3 separate regions of the Zea mays genome follow, and all the other regions are linked to region 3. A link is a contact called in public Hi-C data. All regions are on one chromosome and are shown on one strand. The core of a region is the stretch at or near the end of the contact, and the rest is flanking DNA. Distances in the headings are between cores, read along the strand shown.

Region 1 (4,188 bases), core at 1,287-3,786, 220 kb after region 3:
ATAAGGAAAACACCTCTTCATGCTGGTATTTTGATTTGTGCATTTAATCTGAGTGTGAAATTCACAACCGAATTTGAATTCAAATTTGAAATCTAAAAATAAAAAAGAAAAATAAAAAGGAAAAGAAAAAGAAAAGACGCCGCATGGGCCGAATCCAGCCTGGCCGGCGCACTCTCCTCTCAGCGTGGCCCATGTGATCGAGTCGGCGCCGACACCCTGGGCCCACTGGTCGGTCTCCCATTGACGGCCCTACGGCGAAGCCAACTACACCTCATGTTCCTCTAATTAATCAGCTAAGGGCGTCCATTCCACCCTCATGGTTGCACTGTTATCCCGGGTTGTCATTCCCCGAACAGGTCCTTACGGAGAGGCACTCAAGAAAATGGCCTGAGTCTCCTAAAGTATCACAAGATCATCATCGGGATAACATCGTCGTGTCATAAATATTCTCATCGTATTCATTGATTAAGTTGAAGCAATAGCATAATGCTAACCATGATAACCCAAAAGGTAAACAAGGATAAGGTAAATAGAAACCTAGTCAATCCTTAGGTTTCAAAAGTAGTGTGGGACAATAAATTATAAGTAGATATGACATAATGGGTCAGAGGACACTTGCCTTCACCAAACAGATGCTCAGGGTCTTCAACCTTGTGGAACTCGAAGAGCCTGATCACTTGGTCGCCAACGCTTGATCGTCGATCCCTCGAAGCTCGAAAACGGACCGCAATCTTATCGCAACGCGAAGCGAAGACAAACAGGCACAGGCAAATAAACATATATATGCATAAGAACATTACACCATGCTAAAGAGATAATAATAAAAACATGCAATACGTAATAGAGCTCGCTACTACGGTTACGCGAAGATCAAAAAAGCGACGGTTAAAGCTACGGTCGAGAAGTTATAACGTTTACGCTACGCTAGTAATAGTCAGGACATTTAATTCGACATTATTAAATATAAATTATAACTGCTATTTAGTTTTGATTAAATCTGCTACACTAACAATTGGCAAATAAATAAGTAATATAATTAGCACGAGAGATTCTAAGCGAGGCGAGTTTACGATGCACGAAACAGCACAATAGTGTGCAGACGACGCGTGGACACGTGCGACATAGCACGCGAACGACGCACGAGACAGTGCGCGTGACCGGCGTGGATGACACGCGAATCAGCACGCGACCACGAGCACATCACGCGCGAACAGCGTGCAAACAGTGTAACGACGCGTTATAGTCGGTAATAGATACCGCGATGATACTAAACAAGTATTAAATGAAAAGCGTTTAAGTTGGTATTAATCAAGTAAACATTTATTTATAAAAGCACAAGTTAAAAACTATAAACTAGTTTTAATTAGAAGGTCATTTTTAATAAGTATAGAATGAACAACTAATTAAATATTTAAACTTGTGACGTGAAAAAATAACGTTACTAATATGAAATCGACGTTGTAACGAAGTTGCCACGACTGAAACGAGTAGAAATGGGTTTATGACGCATTGTATATTGAATAACTAACAATTCGTGGCTAATAAACGACGCGACATACGAATACTACTAAATTATATTGTTTTTATATTTAGTCGACAAAAACACGTTAACAGGTATCTACAAACGCATAATTAAAATTATAAATTAGATTTGATTGAATTGTTATTTTAATAATCGGGAACTAAACAATTAATCGATTATTTAACATGAACAATACGGCGAAATGATTTTATCAAAGCATGCAAATAGCGAATTACGCGAACAACGACGCGAGTGAACAGTATGTGAATTAGCACGCGCGACGCGCGGACGAACATGCAAATAAACGACGACTACGCACACGACATGCTTGGAACAGCACGCGAACGACGCGTGTCAATGTGCGCAGCACGTAAAAACGTGCGCGCGACACACACGAATGACTAACTAATGTCGCGTTTATACTAAGCAAGAATGGATTAACATGTATTTATGAAAGGGTGGTTTAAAATGATAAGTTAGTTTAAACTAAATTGTTATTTTGATAAACAATGAACGAACTAACAATTAACTAAATAAATAAAACATAGGTATTGACAAAATAATATTTTTTTAATGTGTGCACGATATTATTACGAAGCTAACGCAACCATCACAGTATAAAATGGATTTATAACGCAAACGTTAACACATATTTAATACCCAAATCATAGTAAAGAAAGGGTTAGAATATATGGTGTTTATGGAAATTTCTTTATACTATGTGATACATGCATGAAAACACATATACAAGATAAATTGGGATAATGCCTTAATAAAAATATATAAGATAAGCAAAACACCTCTTCATGCTGGTATTTTGATTTGTGCATTTAATCTGAGTGTGAAATTCACAACCAAATTTGAAATCAAATTTGAAATCTAAAAATAAACAGAAAAGAAAAAGAAAAGACGTCGCATGGGCCGAATCTAGCCTGGTCGGCCCACTCTCCTCTTAGTGTGGCCCATGTGATCGAGTCGGTGACGACACCCTAGGCCCACTGGTCGGTCTCCCTACGGCCGCGATGCTGGCGCCGCGCTCGCTGATCTGGTGGCATGCTGGCAACCGGGCCTGCACGTCGGCCACTCATGTGCGCGCTCCGATTCTACCACTGGCGCGTGGGGCCCGTATGTCGGATGGGTCATCCCTTCCACGGAACAGGTCTCAACCGAACACGACATTGGCGAGAGCTCTGCGGGAATTTGTTCGGGGGGTGCTGGGGGAATTAAAGTTCGACGCTATGGCGACCATAAAGCTGGGCACCGAGTCTTCACCTCTTTTCCTCTCTCGCCGTATGTTATCCACCGCTGCCGAAACCATGGAGGAAGAGACTGCTCGCACCGCCGCCGGTGATCTTCATCTGTGCCGACGTCTCGGCCTCGGCGCATGGCCGAAAGCGTGTGCCAGGATCTAGGGAAGCCATCTGTGTCCTCAAGACGAGTCTAGCATCTTCAGGACACGAGAAATTCCTCGTCGGTCGACGAGGAAGGCGCCACGCTGTGCGTCATCGTGGACTGCTTCACCTTCATCGGTGTTTTGGGTGAGAATCTCCCCTCTAGTTTCACTTTTGTCCCCGCATCGCGTAGGCTCAATCGATTGCGGATTTAGGGCTCGCGGTCGCTGATTCGTAGTTCGCCGGCGGAAACTCCATCGTGGGACTCATTTCCGCCGCCCTGCTCCGGCCTAGGTGAGGGGAGCTTGCTCGGGTCGTTGGATCCGCACTGAACGGTCTAGATTAGAGTGTAGATAATGTTTGGATGTGTTGGATCTTAGCCGCCCATCTGGATAGGACGACTGTTATGGCCCTGTTTGTTTCGGCTTCTGGCAGCTTCTGGCCACCAAAATCTGTTGCAAATTGCCAAACGCTCAGCTTTTCAGCCAGCTTCTACAAAATTCGTTGGGGGCAAAAACCATTCAAAATCAACACAAACACATAATCGGTTGAGTCGTTGTAATAGTAGGAATCCGTCACTTTCTAAATCATGAGCCCTATGAACAACTTTATCTTCCTCCATACGTAATCGTAATAATACTCAGATTTTCCCCACAGCCAGATTCTCCCCACAGCCGGATTTTCAGAAAAGCTGGTCAGAAAAAAGTTGAACCAAACAGGCCCATTATATCATGGTGTAGGAGAACCTCTAGTTGAGGATTTTGATCTGACAGCAAAGATTCCGTACCGGTTCGGCTTGTATTTCTGACTGTTGATCTCGATCGAACGGATTAAATAGGTCTAAGGTAGATATAATCTCCACCGTTGATTTTTAATCCAGTGTCGGGTAGCGCGTACTGGCTGACTTGGTTATGGGATTCAATCGCAACCGTTGGGGTCTGATCGGGCGGACACGATTAGAAGATACCCCTTCGCCGAACTCTTTGCATATGAGTCACTGCGTTTGTGGGAATACAACCCACCATCCAACCAAGTTATAAAATAATTACAATGGAGCTCTGGACTTTGCAGAACCAACCTTATGTTATCCGGAAATAGTGTCCACTGTCCATCAGGTTAGTCTATTGGTAATAATTAATTCAAAAATGATTTCTTATATAAAAATAATTCTAAAACCTTGTTTAATACATAAGAAATTCATTTTAACTCCTTTTCGATGCATTCCAATTGCATTAATTTTGTATTAATATTGTTTATCACCTGGTAACTTTGTTT
Region 2 (4,387 bases), core at 429-2,928, 170 kb before region 3:
TTGTTCTGCTATATCTTGACATAGAAACATAGGCTTCGGCTGATCTGCCGAAGTAGCCTTCTCTCTTTTGTATTTGTACTGCTGACAGGCTTCATCTGCATCTATGTTATGGATTGCTTTTGAATCTGTCCAATTTTCTTCGGCCCTTCTGGCAGCTTCTTGACTCCCATGAACAGTAATGAGTCTTTGTTTCGAAGGTATCTTCATGCATAAATATGCTGGATGAAGTATTGCTTCGTAGGCATTGAGTGTCCCTCGACCAATGATTGCATTGTAGGGGTATTCCATATCAACAATGTCAAAGATAACTTGTTCAGTCCTTGTGTTGTGGACATAGCCGAAGGTAACTGACATTGTGATTTTACCAAGTGCGACAATCTGCCTTCCTCCGAAGCCACAAAGAGGGTGTGTAGCATCATGAATCTTGTCTTCTGGCTCTTGCATCTGTCTGAAGGCCTTAGCAAATATGATATCCATTGCAGGCCCGTGTCAACCAGAACATTATGGACCAGAAATCTCTTGATGACATAAGATATGACCATAGCATCATTGTGAGGGTAATCTTTGAGCTGAAGGTCCTCCTGGGAGAAGGTGATTGGGATGTGAGACCATTTGGACTTGATGAAGGGTCCCTGCACCTCAACATGCTGCACCGTTCTCTGCGCTTCCTTCTTCTGCTTCTTGTTAGCCGGCTCTGAACTTGAACCGCCTATTATCGGGAGCACCAGCTTCGTAGCCGAAGGTGCTACGACTTGGTTGTTGAACGAAGCCATCAGCTCAAAAGTGGAAGTGAGTTCACCGGAGGTGGGGCGCCAATGTTGGGGGACTTGTTCTCAAATTCTATGAGTTAAGAATAAGGCAACACAAAAGAGGTTAATAGTTAATGCCCTTCGTCCTTCGAAGCATTATTTCCCTTAGGGTATAACGATCTTCGGACGAAGGTTATGAAGGACATACCTTCATCATCACAGTATATGTTAATGAAAGAAGAAGCATATAAAATATGAGAAATAATATAAATAATCATATGCCATCATTAATATATCTTTATTATATCATCATGGATGAATAAGAACAATATTGAATTACATTTGTACCTTCGACTTAACAGAAGACAAAAGTACAAGCGTGACGTACGAGCGAATACAAGCCAGCGTGAACAGTATGGGAGTACTGTTCACCTATTTATAGGCACGAGACGCAGCCCGATCAAAATTAAATTTATGTCCTCGACAACTAGTTACAATCATGACACAAATTATCGTGGACCGATTGGTCTTTTCCTCTTTAAGTCGGTGCAGCTCTTCGTCTCAAGGTATGTCGCTATGTCGAAGCTCCCTGGATGGTAGCTTCAGCATGCACCTTCGCGTTGTATTTGCTTATGTGCTGATATTTCGAAGGTGTTTATTTTTAAAGAAGCTTCGGCGACGAAGCAGACCCCAATAACGATAGCCCAATACAATTCTATTTAAAACCAATCGAACTATGCTTACTTAGATCCACGAACGGACAGTGCCCGCTCGATTAAATTGGTACGATCCATAACGAGTCGGGCCGTGTCGGTACGGACGGCCCATTAGCCACGTAGAGTCGACCCGCCGCCCCGTTGTAGCCCCGGTCCCACCTCGCACGCCCTCAGGCCTCGACATCCACTGCCTTCCGTTCGTCTCAATCCCCCGTCGCATTCCGCAACACCTGCTCCTCGCCCCCTTCTCTCAGAGGCGACGCCTCGGGCGCTCCTACCCTGCCCCGTCTCCGGTCCCCCCGCGCCGTCGGCGAGGCAGCCGGCCGTCACAGAAGCCCGATCCGGACCCCGCGAGGTCAGTTGAGATCCCTCTTCTTCCTGCTCCTCCTCCCGCCGCTAGATCTGCTCACCTCACCACACCGATTGGCCACTTCCGATCGCCGCGCCGGTCCTCGACACCGCCGCCGCTGCCGTCGTCGTTCTGGAGTTCGGGCCTCCTTCGCTCGCGCGTCTACGCGTGGCTCCCATGCCAGATCTGTTTTTTTTCTGGTCGATTGCCTAGTTTTGGAATGGTTGCCCTGTTTTGAGTTCTCTTCTCACGGAACGGTTTGGATGCTGTGTGGTGTTGGTGGCTAGGTACGTTGGTAACTAGTTATCTGGATCAATCATTGCTCGTGCTGTGTTGTAGATGAGTAGATCGCGTCTGCGTCTGTTGTCCATATCGTTGTGTGCGTGGGCCCCTCGTCTCGTCATATCGAGATTCGCTCGTTTATTCAGGTGCTGCGAGCATGCAATTTTGTAGTTGATATGTCGCTACATAAATCAGATTTTAGAAACAACATCCAGGTAAAAATTTTATCCCGGGAATTTTCTCCACGCCTCCTGAGTGAGAAGAAGAGGCAGCCAAAGAAGGCCGAAGGCTATAAATAAACACTCTTGGTGTCTGGGCACCAAATGACTAGATTTATTCATGCCAAATTTTACTTTCGTGGAGCATTTGTCTCCACTCGATTCAATTCCTCAGAATGTTTAGATGCCTAGTGATGATGTTTCTTTCCTGAAATCACATTTACAGGCAATATAAATAGGAGCCTTTGTGTGGAATCTTTTCCGGGATCAATCAATTATAATCGTTTGAACTGAAGCCCATGCCATTTTTATTTGGGTAGTTGAGACTCACAGTAGCATTCAACATGCCAGCATGAATTAGTTAATTTTATTTGGATCACATATTCACATGTATCACAGAGTCAGTAGTATTCTTGTGTTCTTCAAGCAAGTCAACCCAGAGAGCTTTTAGTCATAAATTTGCAGTGGTTTGGTTCATCTATTCTTTGGTTATGCGCCATCAGAGATCTGTTTTTGTATATTCTATCCAAATGTTCCTTTCTAATTTGCTTCTATATGTTTATGCAACCAAAAGTTTTGTTAAACTTATTCTATTTTATTTTCTTAGGATTTTTTATATAGTTACAAAGCTCTTAATATTGTTTCCTCATTTATCAATTCAGAAATCCTTGTTATACCTGATGGCTATGATTGATGAGCCTCTTTATCCAATTGCTGTACTGATTGACGAGCTCAAGAATGAAGACATCCAGTTGCGTCTAAACTCCATTAGAAGACTTTCAACAATTGCACGGGCTCTTGGAGAAGAAAGAACCAGGAAGGAGCTGATTCCTTTTCTTAGTGAAAACAACGATGATGAAGACGAGGTGCTTCTTGCAATGGCTGAGGAATTGGGTGTGTTCATTCCGTATGTTGGTGGTGTAGAACATGCTCATGTTTTGCTCCCACCTTTGGAGACATTGTGTACAGTGGAGGAAACTTGTGTCCGTGATAAAGCAGTTGAATCTCTGTGCCGTATTGGTGCACAAATGAAGGAAACTGACATTGTCGACTGGTTCATTCCAGTAGTAAAGGTAAGAGGTTCATTTATAGAAAGTATTTGGTGTAATGTTATTGTAAATAAATATTCCGCCATTGTTACTGCATTTAGTATTTGTTGATGTGCTTTTGTTGGCTCAAACAATAAAAACTGTATTTCATGTCATATGCACTATTTATCTAATTTTCCTTTACCTTACTTGGCTAGTTCACTGCTTAGATGTGGCAATTATTTTCTCCACTTCCCATGCTTTAGTAATTTAATGTGTTGTACTGATAGGCCTCTTCATTTTGTTAGATGTAGTTGGCAGTCAGCTACGCTACATGGGTCAGATCGGCCGTGTTAGCGTGGTGTGTGTGAATCACCACTGTAATGGGCCCATCCCAGCCCATGTACTTATCTATTTATAATACAGCCCCCTACACAATTAGGGTTAATGTTTCCAATCTAACAGGCAATATGAGAGGCTAATTGGGTTTATGATTAGAGATACGATTGCCACCTTTCTTAGGCATCAGGTAAGCCTCTATATAAGAATATGAGATGTATGAATCAAAGGCAATCAAGAATTATCTTAGAGACCCTCGTCTACTCTTGGGCCTTGAGATTGGGCATCACCATCCTTGGCGTGCTAAATATCAGTGTTTGGTTTGGCATCCATTCACTCTCGTACCGTCAACCCCTGTGTTCTGCACATCTCCATAATCCAGGACTAGCAAAGTGCCCTTACATTGCTACGATTTCCATTTATACTTGAGTAGAGAATAAAAGCACAAAAACATGTGTTCTGTTGGCCAGGTAGGTGTGAGTGTCGGTTTGGAGCAAACAATCATGGTCCGAATCCCCATTTGTACATAATTTTAGCTTTTTAATATTTAAATGTGGGGGACCACGATGACTGTGGGAACTGGTGCTTTATATAGTAGATAGATAGAGATGCGTTACACTCGAGTACTCGACCAAATAGCTGTTGAGTCAAGCAGCATTTTTCTACATGCAGTCATTGTTTTGCTTTCTTTACCATGTGCACTGTC
Region 3 (3,930 bases), core at 1,374-3,873:
AGTAAGAACTTTTATCCCTCTACAAAAGTCTCCATAGCTGGGAGAGCCAATTCGGCCATTTACTTGATGAAACCTACCAGTGAACAGACCCGCTCATTTCTGTCAGGCCAACAGAAACAGCCACCGTAAAACAAACATAACTAGAGTTTCATAATTCATATGAATGCACTATTTAACAATCTGGAAAGCTTATGAAATTATCTACAACTTTTCTTACAAACCCAAGGTTGAATTCTGTTGATAAAATTGCCTAAATCTTAATAGAACAGATTCTGCACAGAATTATGAGACTGAAAAACTGCTATAATAAAACTGCAATAACTTTCTGATCTAATGTCCGATTGAGGTGTTCTTCGCGGCCACAGAAAGATATCTAAATTATCTACAACTCATAAATATACTTTTTATTTTTTTGAGGCCTCTAAGACCACGGAAAACTGGCATGAACAAAAACTATCGAATCTGTTATTCTGTAGAGACTAATTTGGAGATCAAAAATCTAATCTCCCATCTAATCCAACATAAAAGGGCTAATTGCAGGGCCTAAAACTCATCCAAAACAAGGTAAAACATCCATCAAGTGAGGACAATGGAGAGAGGAAAAGAAATCCAACCAATTCTTGAAGAGGAACGATGACGACGACAGGCGACTGTGTGCCCTAATCTTCCCTCTCTTCTCTCCCTTGTTCTTCCTTTCTTCTCTTGGGGCAAGGCACAAAAGGGGATGGCTGCTAGGGTGGGAGGACGTGGCTGCTAGGGTTAGGGAGGTATAAATATAAGAAAACTCCCTCAATCCTAATATCTAATGGCTCAGATCGACCGACACTTGAAAAAACTCATTCAGACTCCAAACAAGGCAAACTAGTAGTCGATCGGAATCGTCTCGACGATATCTATGCATCTACGGTCTCCGATCATCAAGAGGACACACCATATTAGGATTATAAACATGATTTAGTTTTTAGGGTATTATAAAATCTTTGCTAAAATGGATGGAACTTTAGTAGTCGATGGTGTTTCTAGTATGTCATGTGGTGGTGGCATGTGTTTCGAGTGTGGCTATGTCCCTGTTTGAACTCGGAATTTTTTATGTACTGGACAACTATATGCATATTGTCATGCAGAGACGGGAATAATCAAGTTATTCTCTATTTAAAAAAATGTAATTAGTATTTGTACAACAACGCCATTCTCATTGTTCCCTTAATTTAATCTGTACAGTATGCCATTAGCATCGAAATAAACGCAATATTAGCTACCATGCATGCCTTCATATTGGTTAGCTGGATGGATCTTCATTAGACGATGGACTATATACATATGTATGTGGAACAGTTATTCATCAATTTGTTCTCAGTTTAATTTGCTGCTCTTCCACAAGGTTGCACTCGCAGGATTAGGACAGGAGGGGCGCTAGCTACTAGCCGTACGTGGAGCCCAAGCTTTCACTGAAGTTGGGAGCGTGATATGACAGTTTGGTTAATCCCTTGAGTGCTGGTTTGGTGATTAGGAAATTGAAGAGATTCCTCCCTACGAAGTGTGGACCTCATTCAATTCATGGTATTCAAATAAATATCCATTATTTTTAGAAACAATATATATATATATATATATATATATATATATATATATATGAAAAATAGGAAGTGAATCAAATAAATAAAGTAATTTTATTAATTTGGACCATAATATCTCCTTTCTACCTTTCATACCTAACCAGCCTAATAGATGGTTGTGACATCTGAGACCCAACGGAACGATAAAGTATACCTAGTACTCACGACAAAAAATCTCCAAACTTTATTATAGCAGCATCTCTGTCGCACCACCGCGGCTCCGCGGTGCCACGCCCAGGTCTCACTAATTGTCGCCGGTATAAAAATCTCTACCGTATAAAGTGAGCCTGGATGGTTCAGGTGTTGCTTCATGGCGTTGAGTGAGGAGGACATTCCTGTCTTGGCGCGCAAAGGCTTATCAGGAGGGTCACCAATAGCCACAAATGAAACCGTTAAACTTTATATTGTCTTTTTCTAAATCGCCTGGGGTATCAAAGTAACCGTATCTTGGCCCATCTGTTTTGACTTTTTCCATTTCTGGCCACCAAAAACTGTTGCGGACCGCCAAACGTCCTATCTTTTCAGCTGAATTCTATAAAAATCGTTTTGTTAAAAACTGTCCAAAATCAACAAAAACACAGAATTGGTCAAGTCGTCACAATATTAAGAATCTATCGTTTTTTAAATTCTGAACACTTTGAACCACTTAATCTTACTTTGTATGTAATTATTATGATACTTAAATTCTCTATACAGTCAGATTCAATAGCGAGAAAAAGCTAAATCCTTGCCGGGAGGTTCGCGGTTCGTACCATGGAACCCAGCGGCGGTCGGGGAAAGAATTAGGCCTAATCATCTGGATCATAGGTATTCGACGGCTTCTTCCTACATGACGGTCCTCTATTGCTGGAAGGCCCGCCCCTGGGCTGGCTGGTAGTGGACTGGTGGTCGGGGTTTCTGACTTACAACAGGGTCGCCTTCTCCGGCCCGACAACAGCACAGCCCACAACACGAACACGGCCCACGTCGCCTTCCTCCAGACTCCACCAGTCTCCTCCGGACCGAGCACAGCACAAACCACAATTTGATTTTGACCCGTCGCCTGCCTGGCCGCCTCCTAGTCGTAATCCCGCCCCGCCGCCTCCCCCTCTCCGGCCTTCTCCGCTCCGCGCGGGCGCCATGGTGAGTGAGCCTTCCCTCCCGTCCCACCCTCGCTCGATCTACAACATCCTACCCTACCCCCCCCCCCCCCCCTGGATCTGACGGTGGGCAGCGTGGCAGTCGGTGACGCTGCACACGAACCTGGGCGACATCAAGTGCGAGGTGTTCTGCGACCAGGTGCCGCGCACGGCGGAGAACTTCCTGGCGCTCTGCGGCAGCGGCTACTACGACGGCACCGTGTTCCACCGCAACATCAAGGGCTTCATGGTCCAGGGCGGCGACCCCACCGGCACCGGCAAGGGCGGGTCGTCCATCTGGGGCGCCAAGTTCGCGGACGAGTTGAGGGAGTCGCTCAAGGTTGCTTTGCTTGCCTGCCTGGTCGGTTCCTTTTTCTAGACTGCTTTCCTTGACATGTCTGCTGAATTGTTTGCTGGGATTGGTTGGCTTGGCGCATGGGCAGCACAACGCGCGCGGGATCATGTCGATGGCCAACAGCGGGCCCAACACCAACGGCAGCCAGTTCTTCATCACCTACGCCAAGCAGCCGCACCTCAACGGTCACTACACCGTGTTCGCCAAGGTCATCCACGGCTTCGAGGTGCTGGACCTCATGGAGAAGGCGCAGACGGGACCCGGGGACAGGCCGCTCGCCGAGATCAGGCTCAACCGCGTCACCATCCACGCCAACCCGCTCGCCGTCTGAACTCCTCTTCCTACCGCTCTCCCCTCCACTCGCTCCTGTCCTCATCCACCGGGATCTGAGCGTCATCAGCCTTGCTTTCAACCGCAAAATCACGCTTTGGTTTCGGAACATCAATCTGTAGCTCTCTAATTTTATACCGATGCTGTGACATGTAACCTTTGATAGATTTGTTTTGCCTGGCGTTTTTTTTTTTTTTTTTGCTTCATCGACCATCAAAATCTTCACCGGCCATGTCTGCCAGGGTTTGAGTTTGACACTGTAACTTGCAAAACAATATAGCAGCCATGGTCAGCAAAGAGATGGTATAACTGATTCGATACATTGGCCCAGATGCGACCTCGTACTCATTACAACTGTGATCCTATAACTAGTCATACAGAAATAACAACAGCAATAAAAATAATGCATCATCATAACAAGCTTCTCCATGTAGAAATTGCAACATATAAGAATTCCAGTTATATAATTCTCTAGTGCTTTTCTTTTCTAATTTGACTTCTCTAAAAAACA

The links. A called contact is a pair of places that touch in the nucleus more often than the background predicts.
Region 1: a Hi-C map of ear shows a contact between it and region 3, with 2.5 times the contacts expected there. The contact joins the enhancer-like site here to the promoter of LOC100381373 in region 3. A contact is called at or near these places in 2 of 25 Hi-C or Micro-C datasets (ear and endosperm).
Region 2: a Hi-C map of endosperm shows a contact between it and region 3, with 4 times the contacts expected there. The contact joins the promoter of LOC732740 here to the promoter of LOC100381373 in region 3. A contact is called at or near these places in 4 of 25 Hi-C or Micro-C datasets (bundle sheath, ear, endosperm and 1 more) and 1 of 3 datasets of contacts at active chromatin or transcription factors (seedling).

The regions. Positions count from the first base shown.
Region 1 is chr6:74,269,990-74,274,177 of Zm-B73-REFERENCE-NAM-5.0, forward strand. No RefSeq gene overlaps it. Among protein-coding and RNA genes, the nearest start is that of LOC100194139, 47 kb to the right of the region's middle. Within about 2 kb of position 2,537, at least 19 of the 20 cell types and tissues checked have an H3K27ac peak or open chromatin away from gene starts, as enhancers often do. A contact at or near this core is called in ear and endosperm, where this site is marked.
Region 2 is chr6:73,880,916-73,885,302 of Zm-B73-REFERENCE-NAM-5.0, forward strand. It overlaps LOC732740 (Serine/threonine-protein phosphatase 2A 65 kDa regulatory subunit A), which reads left to right and starts at 1,679. Exons shown (of 13, transcript NM_001112369.1): 1 at 1,679-1,820; 2 at 2,977-3,387. The coding sequence starts at 2,995.
Region 3 is chr6:74,054,218-74,058,147 of Zm-B73-REFERENCE-NAM-5.0, forward strand. LOC100381373 (peptidyl-prolyl cis-trans isomerase-like 3) reads left to right here and starts at 2,624. Exons shown (of 3, transcript NM_001174223.2): 1 at 2,624-2,738; 2 at 2,838-3,074; 3 at 3,178-3,747. The coding sequence starts at 2,736. The coding sequence ends at 3,420.